Regions from separate parts of the Mus musculus genome. Here region 2 is linked to region 1. A link is a contact called in public capture Hi-C data. All regions are on one chromosome and are shown on one strand. Each heading gives the region's core, a stretch centred on a gene start, on an enhancer-like site or on the middle of the called end of the contact. The rest is flanking DNA. Distances are from core to core; before and after follow the strand shown. Region 1 holds the start of Alad (aminolevulinate, delta-, dehydratase). Region 2 holds the start of Orm2 (orosomucoid 2).

Region 1 (5,050 bases), core at 1,327-3,826:
AATGTGCTTTTGCAAAGGACTCACCAAGACCCCCCTCTCTCTCCCCCTACCCTCACACATAGGCACACAGTCTTGTGTCTTGCATTACCAGCAGGTGAATGAGTATCACAAGTTAAGGGCACTGTTCTTAACCACAGCCAACATATCCTGAGATTCTCCTGGTTACTTTGCATATCTCACTAGCTCCCACTTCTGTTTGTTTGTTTGTTTTGGTTTTTTGAGACAGGGTTTCTCTCTGTAGCCCTGGCTGTCCTGGAACTCACTCTGTAGATCAGGCTGGCCTCGAATTCAGAAATTCACCTGCCTCTGCCTTCCAAATGCTGGGATTAAAGGTGTGTGCTACTACTGCCCGGCTAGCTCTCACTTATTAAGTTCTAAGTACTTTCAAGTATTCTCATCAAGCAACATTGCTATTGCCTCTACTAGCTCTTTTTTTTTTTTTTTTTTTTTTTTTTTGGTTTTTTCGAGGCAGGGTTTCTCTGTGTAGCCCTGGAACTCACTTTGTAGACCAGGCTGGCCTCGAACACAGAAATCCACCTGCCTCTGCCTCCCGAGTGCTGGAATTAAAGGCGTGCGCCACCACACCCGGCTATTAACCACAGCTCTATGTTCTCCAGTACACACAGTTCTCAAGTCATAAGTAAAATTTATAAATCAAAATTCACCAAGAACTGCAGTGGTCCTTTGGTTAATAATAGGCCTTTTCCTTCCCAGAAGAAACATTGTTTCTTAATTCCCAAGAGCACGGTGCTAGACCTACCCTTCAAGGCCCATTTGTAATCCTGTGACGTCCTTTGAACTCAATTTCAATTGTATGTACTAAGTACCAAGTAGATCTTCCTAGAATATACCTTTGCTTTCAATGAGATCAAATCCATAGTTAAACCTGTTATTCAAGGCTTGTGTAAGAAGGGCTCACCCTACCATCTAATCTCCGCCATAAGGCTGTCAAGAATGGAAGGGGCTCAGTGACATAGCGCTTGCTTAGCTAGCATGTTCAAACAAAACCGAAAACCAAATTCTTCCATGTCTTTGGTTTGTTCTGCTCAATCCCTTAACTAGACTTTAACATTCTAAGAAGAAACCTTTTCTGGGAATGGAGATTTGGATTTAAAAGTAAGGAATACAACATCTGGAAAGAATCTTTGAGGTCTTCCATAAGTTTTTTCCCTGTTGTAATATCCAAAAATAAGTTCAAGACTACCCTGTACCTTCCCCCTTCAAAAGGACTTTCCAAACTGTACTAGCAGGCCAAGTACAGAGCCAGATAAAAAGCTGGCTGACTAAACAAATATAGAAACATAGTTTTAACGGTCAAAAACAAAATTAACAATCCTCCTGCCCCGCCTCACTAAAACACACACAAGGACAGACAAAATAAGAGTCACCCTACATAAACCAACCAATGTCTAAAAAGATTATTGGCTACACCAATTAAAATAAGCCAAACTACCCTGGTGCCTATATCCAACCCTTACAAAGGTATAAAAAGTGTGTTCCTTCTTTGTTCTGGGTCTCTCCTCCTGCCTGCCAGCTGAGAGGGGAGTCCCCAACATGCTGGATAAGTAAAATCCTCATGAGTTTTTGCAATGATGGTGGTCTCTGTGCTCTTTGTGGGTGAGGGTTTTCTGACAAGCTACAACACTCTCATACCCTTCACCCAGCTTCTCTTGTTACAACTTTAAGTTCAATTTTTCTAGTGAATTATTGAAAACCAAGATGAGTTCACAGATCTTAAACATTTTTAAAATGAAGATCTGGTGGTACCTAGAACATTTACAGTATTATTACACAACTGCCCACTTTTACCTCCAAAATAATTTTATCACCTCCTCCCTAGTGAGCATTCCCCAAGGCTCCCTCCACAAAGAGGGCCCTTGCCACTCTCAAGTCTTTGTCAAAGCCCCATAAACCTCTCTAGACCCCACGCTCCAGTCTTCCCCAGACCTTTGGTCAGAATTTTTCTTTTTTTAATTGTTTTTTGGTTTGTTTGTTTTCTGTTTTGTTTGTTTTGGGTTTGGTTTGTTTGTTTGTTTGTTTGTTTGGTTGGTTGGTTTTTTGTCACCTAGTGCTAAGATTAAAAGCATGCACCACCAAATTTACTCCCTTTTATACTCCAAATTTTAATGTATCCATTGTAGATAAACCTGATCTCCTAGCATACTTGGATGGTTAGTTTTCTCGGCTTTTTTTTTTTTCCAATGTCTTTCATATCTCTCAACCCATGAGATAGGGGCTGGATAATCAATTACATAGAATAAATAAATCTAGACAGTCAGTCTGCTGCTGAACGTATTTACCCGCGGTGTTAGGCATTACCGAGGTGTTTTAATGCCGTTGACATCCAATTGTTCTTTTACCAGTGAGCAACGCAGTCAATTTTTGCTCCGGGCTGAGAATAGACCGTCAAGTGAACTCTGGGATGAGTTCGGATTGCAAGCCAGGGCACCTCCCAGAGGCTCCGAATGCCCACGTGGACCCCCTCGGGCCTTCCCACCTCAAGTGAGACCCGAGCTGGGGGGCGGGGAGACGGGCGGGCTCTCGGGCAACTCTGGATTGGCCAAGATTCCAGCCCCGCTCAGCGTGGATCTGGCCGCGCGAGCTGACCAGTGATCCGGAGACTGCCCCGAAGGGAGCGTAAGCTGCATTCCCGGAGGGGCGGGCGGTACGGGAGCCGCTTCCGGGTGAGCCGCCCCGCCCCCACGTGGGCTTGCGCTTTTAGAGCGGGAGAGCGCGGTGTCCAGAGCCCGGCTCGGAGCGGCGGCGAGCAGCGTCCTTGGTACGTGAGCAGGCGCCGGCCTCTGGGAAGTGGCGGGTTGAAGGGGGACGGGACCCCAGAACAAGGTGAGGTGCACCCCTATGGCGCTGTGTTCCCGAAGCTCTGACGCTGTAGCGGAGACGCTGTCCCTATGCACCTACTAGAGTGGGCGGGATTCTTGCCGCTACAAGGTCTTGCTGCGTCCGGGATTCGGGACTCAAAGATGGGCTCCACCCGCCCCCTTTCTCGGAGGCCTCAGGGGTAGCCTCGGTTTCTGCAGAGCGCGATCTGTCTGGCAGGCTGGAGAAGTGGGGAAAACAATAAGGGTCGCTTGTGCTAGGTCTCTCCTGCTTCTGCTCATTCAGTCATACAACGATCCATTGAGATCCGCTTAAGACCCAGACCACATGAGAAGAAAAGCAGTCATGCAGCTTGAAACAAGAATTTGTCCCCATGCCTTTTAAATCCCAAAGTCACATACTAACCACCCTGCTACCAGCCGTGGCCAGGTCTAGGTTAAACCTTTCTTCCCCTACTCTCACCTGGAATCTCTGTCGCCTCTTCCATACTGGGACTATAACGTGTGAACTCTGTCCTTCTAATGCCAAAAGTCCTGGTGAGGACTGAGGGCTGCTAGACTCCAGAAGTTTGGACCATATTTATAGCTGACCTGCTGTATGAGACCTGCCCTTCTCGAGTTCAGTTTTACAGTTGTTTGATGTAAAAGCTCTCAGCCAGAATATTTTAGCAGTCTGTGGAAAGGCAACTCCTAGCTTGAAATGTCTAGACCCGGGCAGCAGGGGGGATTAAGCGCCCACACTAGATGAGGTCTAAGGTCTCTTCTTTAACCCCTCCTAACACCGTGGCAGGTGGCAGCTAGAGTGTGCAGGAAATGCAAATGAGCCACCGGGCAGTACCTTTTCAGAACTGCCCACAGATGCCTTTCCTGGGCCTCTTTGGGCTTCAGATTTCCCAGCTCTGAACCTTCTACCTAGCTGGCCCTCCTGACTTGTCTCCTCCCTAGCCAGGGCAGAGCCTGCTCGAGCTGGCACCACTTCACTACTATTTATGCCAAGAGCACAGCCTCCGGAATTCTTTGTGGGGTACAACCTGGGAGCCCAGGCTCTGAAGCTTTCTCTCAGCTGCTCCCAGTGGCAGTCTCACTCCCAGGTTGTGGGATGCTACCTCCTAAGGGAGGTGAGACCTTTACAGTCTTTCAGAAAAGCTACCCCGCAGTGTCTCTAAGAAACTACAGTGTTCCTTTTCCTTCTTGTCTAGTACGTGCTGCTGGAGGGCGGCTAGCCTCTCTCACCTCAGGCAGTGGCTGGAATGTATGTCCTTCCCTAGGTGTGGCGAAGGGTCAGACACAGTACAGCCTACTCATCCCAGCTCAGCACTAGCCATACATTTAGCGTTACTTGCCGCTGCTACCGTGGTGTTAGACATACCTCATCAGTAATCTGATCTTCACGCAGGCTTGATAATATCAGCACATTTTAAATCTTGAAAGAAAAAAAAAAAGTGGGGGAGGATCTGAAAGGCCTTGCCCGTCGTTATAGAATCGACTCTGGGATTGTTTGGCCCAGAAACAGTTGTTTCTGCAATACCTTGTACAGCTTGCTAGCAGAGTGAACCTGTTGTACAATGGGAGAGAAGGTAGCCTGGGCCCCTGTGGTCTTGTGTTCCTGTATTCCTAGGCCCCTGTGTTACTGTATGAGGCACAGGGTTTAAGCTCAAGTTTGCAAACCCCCTTAATTTGTGGAAAGTGCCCTGCCCATGTTTGGAAATCTTCCAGACTCTGAAGGACTTCTCTCAAAGAAAAACCCTGATCTAGAATTGGTTCTATAAAACAGAAGCAACTCTGGGCACCTTCCCACTCTATGGACGTTCATTAAGCATCTGCTATCACACGCTGTATAGTACAGGGCCTTGGGCTGGAAGTCTCAGGCTAGTCCCTACCTCTGCCTTACTCACTGTGTGAGTTCAGGTGGCCTTCCATCCCTTCATTTCTCCTATCAAACTGTGAGGGATTGAATAGAGCTTTTTTTCTTTTAAGTCGGCACCAACGTCTCTTTCAGTTTCATCTAGTGGCCAAAATAAAAACCTGCATCCGGGCAGGAGATATCTCAGTGATCAAGAACACATGTTGCTCTCACAGAGGACTTGGGTTTGGTTGACTCAACAGCCATAAGCAACACTAGTTCCGGGGACCACACAACCTCTTCTGAATTCTGTGGGCATTGCAAATATGTGATACATATGCATGCATGCAAGCAAAACACTCCTAGCCAT
Region 2 (5,050 bases), core at 1,003-3,502, 840 kb before region 1:
ATTTGGCCTCTCCCTCAGCACAAGGTTAGACAGAACATCAAGAGGTTTCCGCATGGGTCATCCCCGCCTGTGATTGGGCTTGTTGGAGTTGGGTGGCATGGAAACTTCAATCACGACTCCTGCTTCGATAGGTAGTGAATATGAAGGGAGAAACCTGGCACCCTGGCACTGGCTGTTCCCTAAGTGACCCCTCCTGATCTTCCTCTTATCCTCCACAAGCTTTCCAGGACCTCCTACTTAACTTCACCTCCCTGAGGCTCACTGCCCATCTAGGATCTCTGTGATCTCAGCTCTCACAGTAGGCAGGAGAGTTATTAATGGCAGGATACCTGCCTTGCTGAGCTGCCTTAACCGGAAGCTTGCCCTCTCTGAGCCGCTAGGGTCACTGACAATGGGAGCACTGCTGGGGTGGTATCATACAGCCTCCTCATTTACCTTTTTCCAGTCGACAAATATGATTTCTGATTCATCCATGCCCACGTGTGTGACAGCCTTCTGGAATACTTCCCGCAGCTCCGGGGTGATATCTGGCCTTTTTGCTGCAATGGAGAAGGGATCCAGGATTGTGCTGGCTAAGGGTCCAGCAGATGGGAAGCCAGGTAGGGATGTGGGATGTGGGTGGACGATCAAGAGTAAGGCCAGTGGAGCTGGGGACCAGGTCTGGGAGGACCCTACCATTGAGGGACAGTCCCCGTTTCTTCTCATCCTTCAAGTCAAAGGCAAGCATGAAGGCCCCATGCATCTTCAAGACTATCAGGTCTGCAAAGATTTTTACTCCTCCTACTGCAGGATGAAGGGCTTTGTGAGTCACTAGAATGATGCTGTGGTCCCCATCCCCAAGGGAAGGAAGCACATAGCTATGGACAAGTGCCTGAGGCTCCCTGTGGCTGCCATGTGCTCAGCCTCTGTTGGATGCAGCCTCACTTCTCATTCTTCATAAGTATGGAATGGCTGGGGCCTTGGAAAGGGCCCTTGGTGGTGTGGCATAGTTAACACTTCCCCTTAAACATTAAAACATTGGCTTAGGGACAATTAAAACCTAAGAGTATCTAATCTGGCCCACCAGTATTCAGTTGCCCTCCCCCCATGCTGTCCCTGGTGACCTGGGGATTTGGCTGAAGTCACTGGTTTCCCAAACCATGGGTTTCCCCTCTGAGCTCACAAAAGATCATAAGAATGGTCAAAGCAAGTCTGTCCTGGCAGCTGGACTCCAGTTTGAAATCTACGTCCACTTACAAGCCTCAGAGAGTGACTTCACAGACCTAACTCCCCTGTTCTGCTGCCCCCTTGTACCCTTGCAATACGCTCCCAGAAAGCCGTGAGTTCCAACCCTTACCATACTTGGAGAGGGTCCCATTCTCTCTCTGGATTCCTAGATGAGTGGAGTTATAGACACAGTGGTCATCTCTAGAAAGCAAAGAGACAGAGGACAACTGATGGAGAGGTGATCTGACTAAACTGGGGTGGGGAGTGGGCAAGAGGCAGGTAAACAAGAAAGCTGTCCCCATTCCAGAAGGTGGGTGGGGAGGCCAGGCAGATCCAGTTTGCTCAGGTCTCTAGGCATCTGGGAGTGGAGGCCAGGGCCAGGGTGGGCTGGCTGTTACAAGAACTCACATGGTGTGATACTCTCGAAGCTCCATCGTGTCATTTATCAAGTTGGGGGTAAGGTTAAAAAATACCATCTGCGTCTTTTGAATTTCCTGCCGGTAATCAGGGTTTAGGACAGCCGCACCAATGAAAAACCATTTGTCAGAGAGCTGGGGAGAAGCAGGCACACAGATGAGTAGGGCTTGTAGTATGAACATTGCACTCAGCCGTGCTGTGGGGCAAGCAAGCAATGGCTTCTGAACCATACATGGGAAGACTGAAGCTCAAATGGGCAACTCAAAAATCAGCCATCCTACTGCTCTGTCCCCTGCTGAGAGACCTCAGAGTGATGCTTCTGGGTTTGGAGGCAGGGGGTGCCACCAGGTCTCCAGGAGAGGAAAGGGCAGTACCAGGAGCCCAGAGATGAGCACAGACATCAGGGAAGGGAAAGCCCAGAGGAAAGAGTAGCCTCCTTAAGTGCTCACGTCCAAGTCCTGGGCAGGCACTTACCCAGCTCAGGGTCTCATTGGTGATAGGGTCGCCTATGGTGATGTTGACATGTTCTGGGTTCTGAGCTTCCAACAGCGGCAGGAGGCTCACCATGACAAGAATCATGTGCAGTGCCATGCTTAGGACACTCAGAGGCACCAGGGCTTGGAAGAGATAACTGGTGGATGGAGGGTACAGTGGCTTTTATAATAGATGTGGCGAGGGCATGGGACTGCAGCCAGGGCCTCTAGAGCCCTGGCACATTCTCCCCAGCACTTGGGAAATGTCTTGCGCAAAATGTTCTCTCAAGCCAGCTTTGTGCAGCTCCCTCGGCCAGCCGGCCCTGACACAGACTCCTGCCCTACACCAGAGTGGCTGATTCATGGTCAAGGTGGATACTGGGCTAGCCTGATAATACTTAGATCCCAGTCATGGGTCCCATACCTGTCTTATCCCATGAAGCTGCCTAGCAGGAGTGAGACCTATTCGTTTATCACCCCTCCAAGGGGGCTATGAAGGGGTCCCTGGTCAGGGTTCATAGTGAACTTAGAAGACACTTAGGGGCTCAAGTTAAGGGCCAAGGACAAAGATGGATTAGTTTCCAAAGGAGTGTGATGTTCCTGGGGACCCCTATACAGCCTAGAGGCAGCCGAATGCCCAAAAAAGAGGGGTGAATCTGAGTTGAAAATGTAGTTCAGCAAAGCTCCCAGTATTTACAGCAGGAAAGGATCTGTCTAGAATAGTGTGTGCCCAATCCAGGGTCTGTGCACAGGATCCAGTAAATATCTGGTTCTAGTTCCTGCTTGATAGATATAGCCTGATCTTTGTCTACATAATGAACACTCTCGAAACGTATTGCTAGGGACAGGCCTGGTGACTCTTGCTGAGGCACGGAGTCATTGCTAGGAGTTTGAGATCACAGTGAGCTCTTTCAAAACATCAAAAGCACCAAACATATTAGAACACACTCACAGTTGAGTAATCTACTATTTCTCATGTTTCTGTGTAGTCAGGGTTTTTGTTTTAATGATAAGTAACTTGTCATTCACTTACTGTGTTCTAATTTCATGAGAACCTTCTTTTATCCTGTGGCATTTTGTATTTTATGTTTCCCCTCTTGATAAGTATTAGAGCAACATATTGCCTTTAAAAATTAGTCTACCAACAGAAAAGAAAACAAAACAAGACATGAATCACCTCCAGTATCATGTGTATAAATGTTTCTAATGGCATTATTCAAAGTAGCCACAAACCCCAAGCTCTTAAGTGCCTACCACCAGGAAAATGAGAAATGGGTTGTGACATTTCATGCAAGCATGGTGTTGCTTAGCAACAGAGAGAAATGAACGACTGATAGATTTGACCATACAAATGCAGCTCGACAACATTATTGCCAGCAGATCGCCCAGAGGTGGGGTTGTATGAGCCTGTTTACAGGGCGTTCTAGAGGCTCCAGACTAATTGTAATGATATTAATCAAGTTAGTGACAGTGATCACCTAGGGCAAAAGGAAGGGGCCACAGATGGTCCTGAGAGCCCCCTGCCGTGGAGTGGGCTGTACAGGGCCTAGGAGAACTTGCTGAGCTGGAGCCCCAAAACATATGTGTTTTGTTGTATCTATACAGTCTTAAGAAAGTTTATCTCTTCCCAGAGGAGAAAAAGCATAACCATGAGGAGCCCAAAAGCACCAATGATATGTTCTGTCCCAAGTTAGCAGTGCGCCAGATATCATAATCTCTCTGTTTGTGCCTCTTTGTCTCTGCTATGTCTCTTACACACAGGCGCACACGTACACGTGCACATAAACACATTTGCACACACTGGCAGATATAAATATCTATTTTTGTTATAAAAGCAAATGATGGAAAATAATGAACTTAAGAAACTGATTAGATATCCCCAAAGCTACCTGTGGCTGTGCTGTGTATCCAGAGCCTGGGGTTTCTAAGGCGAGGGTGCAGGCAGGGAAGTGGACACCCAGCTAAGGTCTCCCCCAGGGTACTTGCTGCATATCATTCCAGAGTCTGCCTAGGCTTCTGCTCACATCTGTCTCCCCTGCTTCTCCTGTCCTTTGCCTGCAGAGGCCAGATGAGCAAGGCCTGTCATGAATTCCCAGGCCAGAAACAGTGGGGGACACTCAGCAGGAAGTGTGTGACAAAGCCACAGGCCAGAGTCTCTTTCCAGAGACTTCCATAGCACACTATGCCTGTGGCCAGCTTGACTCTGGGCATGCGTGTGGCCATGACTGTGATTCACTCTGCCCCAGTGCATTGACAGACAGAGCAGGGTGCTACATCAGGTGCCTTTCCTGGTGAGGAAGGACACAGTCTACCATGGCACACTGCATCCAGTCAGGACAGCCATAAGCTTAGCAGGCAGAGATGATCTGTGGATGCTCAGCTTGTTTTCTGCTTTTGGTTAAGTGAGGCATCCCAGCCCGAGGAATGTCACTGCCTACAGTCAGGGTGGCGGCTCTCTGGAAATGTCCTCACAGACACACACGGAATACATCCCCTAGGGGACTGCCAATCCAGTCAAGTGTAAAGATGATCTCAGACTCTGTCTTTGCCACAGGGTGGACTGTGCCTCAGGAACTCCGGTCACAATTGTGCAATCGATGTCAGCTGGCCTCTAGGCAAGCAGTGTCATCTCACAGTGTCCCCCATGGGACACTGAGGAATCTTCATGGAGACTTCCAGGCCCTTTAGCCAAGGCCTAAGTATACCAAGACACCTAGCCTTAGCCTTTTAAAGCTTGATCGTGTTAGCATCTACATGAACCCTCCTGTCTCCCAAGTCACCTGTCTTTCAGTGGTTAGAGTGGCACTTCTGAAGTGAAGGCACCTGTGCCAGGAACTGGACACCTGCGTTCCCCACACCTTCTCACTGCTGCTTGGGTCTCCTGCCTCATCTTCCCCATCCATGCCCTAAAGTGTTTGGGGATTCTAGCAAGAGCATCGGGTTCTGTCAGTTCC

The links. Capture Hi-C pulls out chosen DNA fragments and counts their contacts.
Region 2: a contact with region 1 is called in a capture Hi-C map of macrophages, with 3 times the contacts expected there. The contact joins the promoter of Orm2 here to the promoter of Alad in region 1. A contact is called at or near these places in 4 of 39 promoter capture datasets (the C10 cell line, liver and pre-B cells) and 2 of 9 other capture datasets (liver and macrophages).

Annotation. Positions count from the first base shown.
Region 1 is chr4:62,517,589-62,522,638 of GRCm38.p6, reverse strand. It overlaps Alad (aminolevulinate, delta-, dehydratase), which reads left to right and starts at 2,576. Exons shown (of 12, transcript NM_008525.4): 1 at 2,576-2,779.
Region 2 is chr4:63,359,651-63,364,700 of GRCm38.p6, reverse strand. Orm2 (orosomucoid 2) reads right to left here and starts at 2,252. Exons shown (of 6, transcript NM_011016.2): 1 at 2,098-2,252; 2 at 1,615-1,757; 3 at 1,337-1,407; 4 at 676-783; 5 at 436-539. The coding sequence starts at 2,214.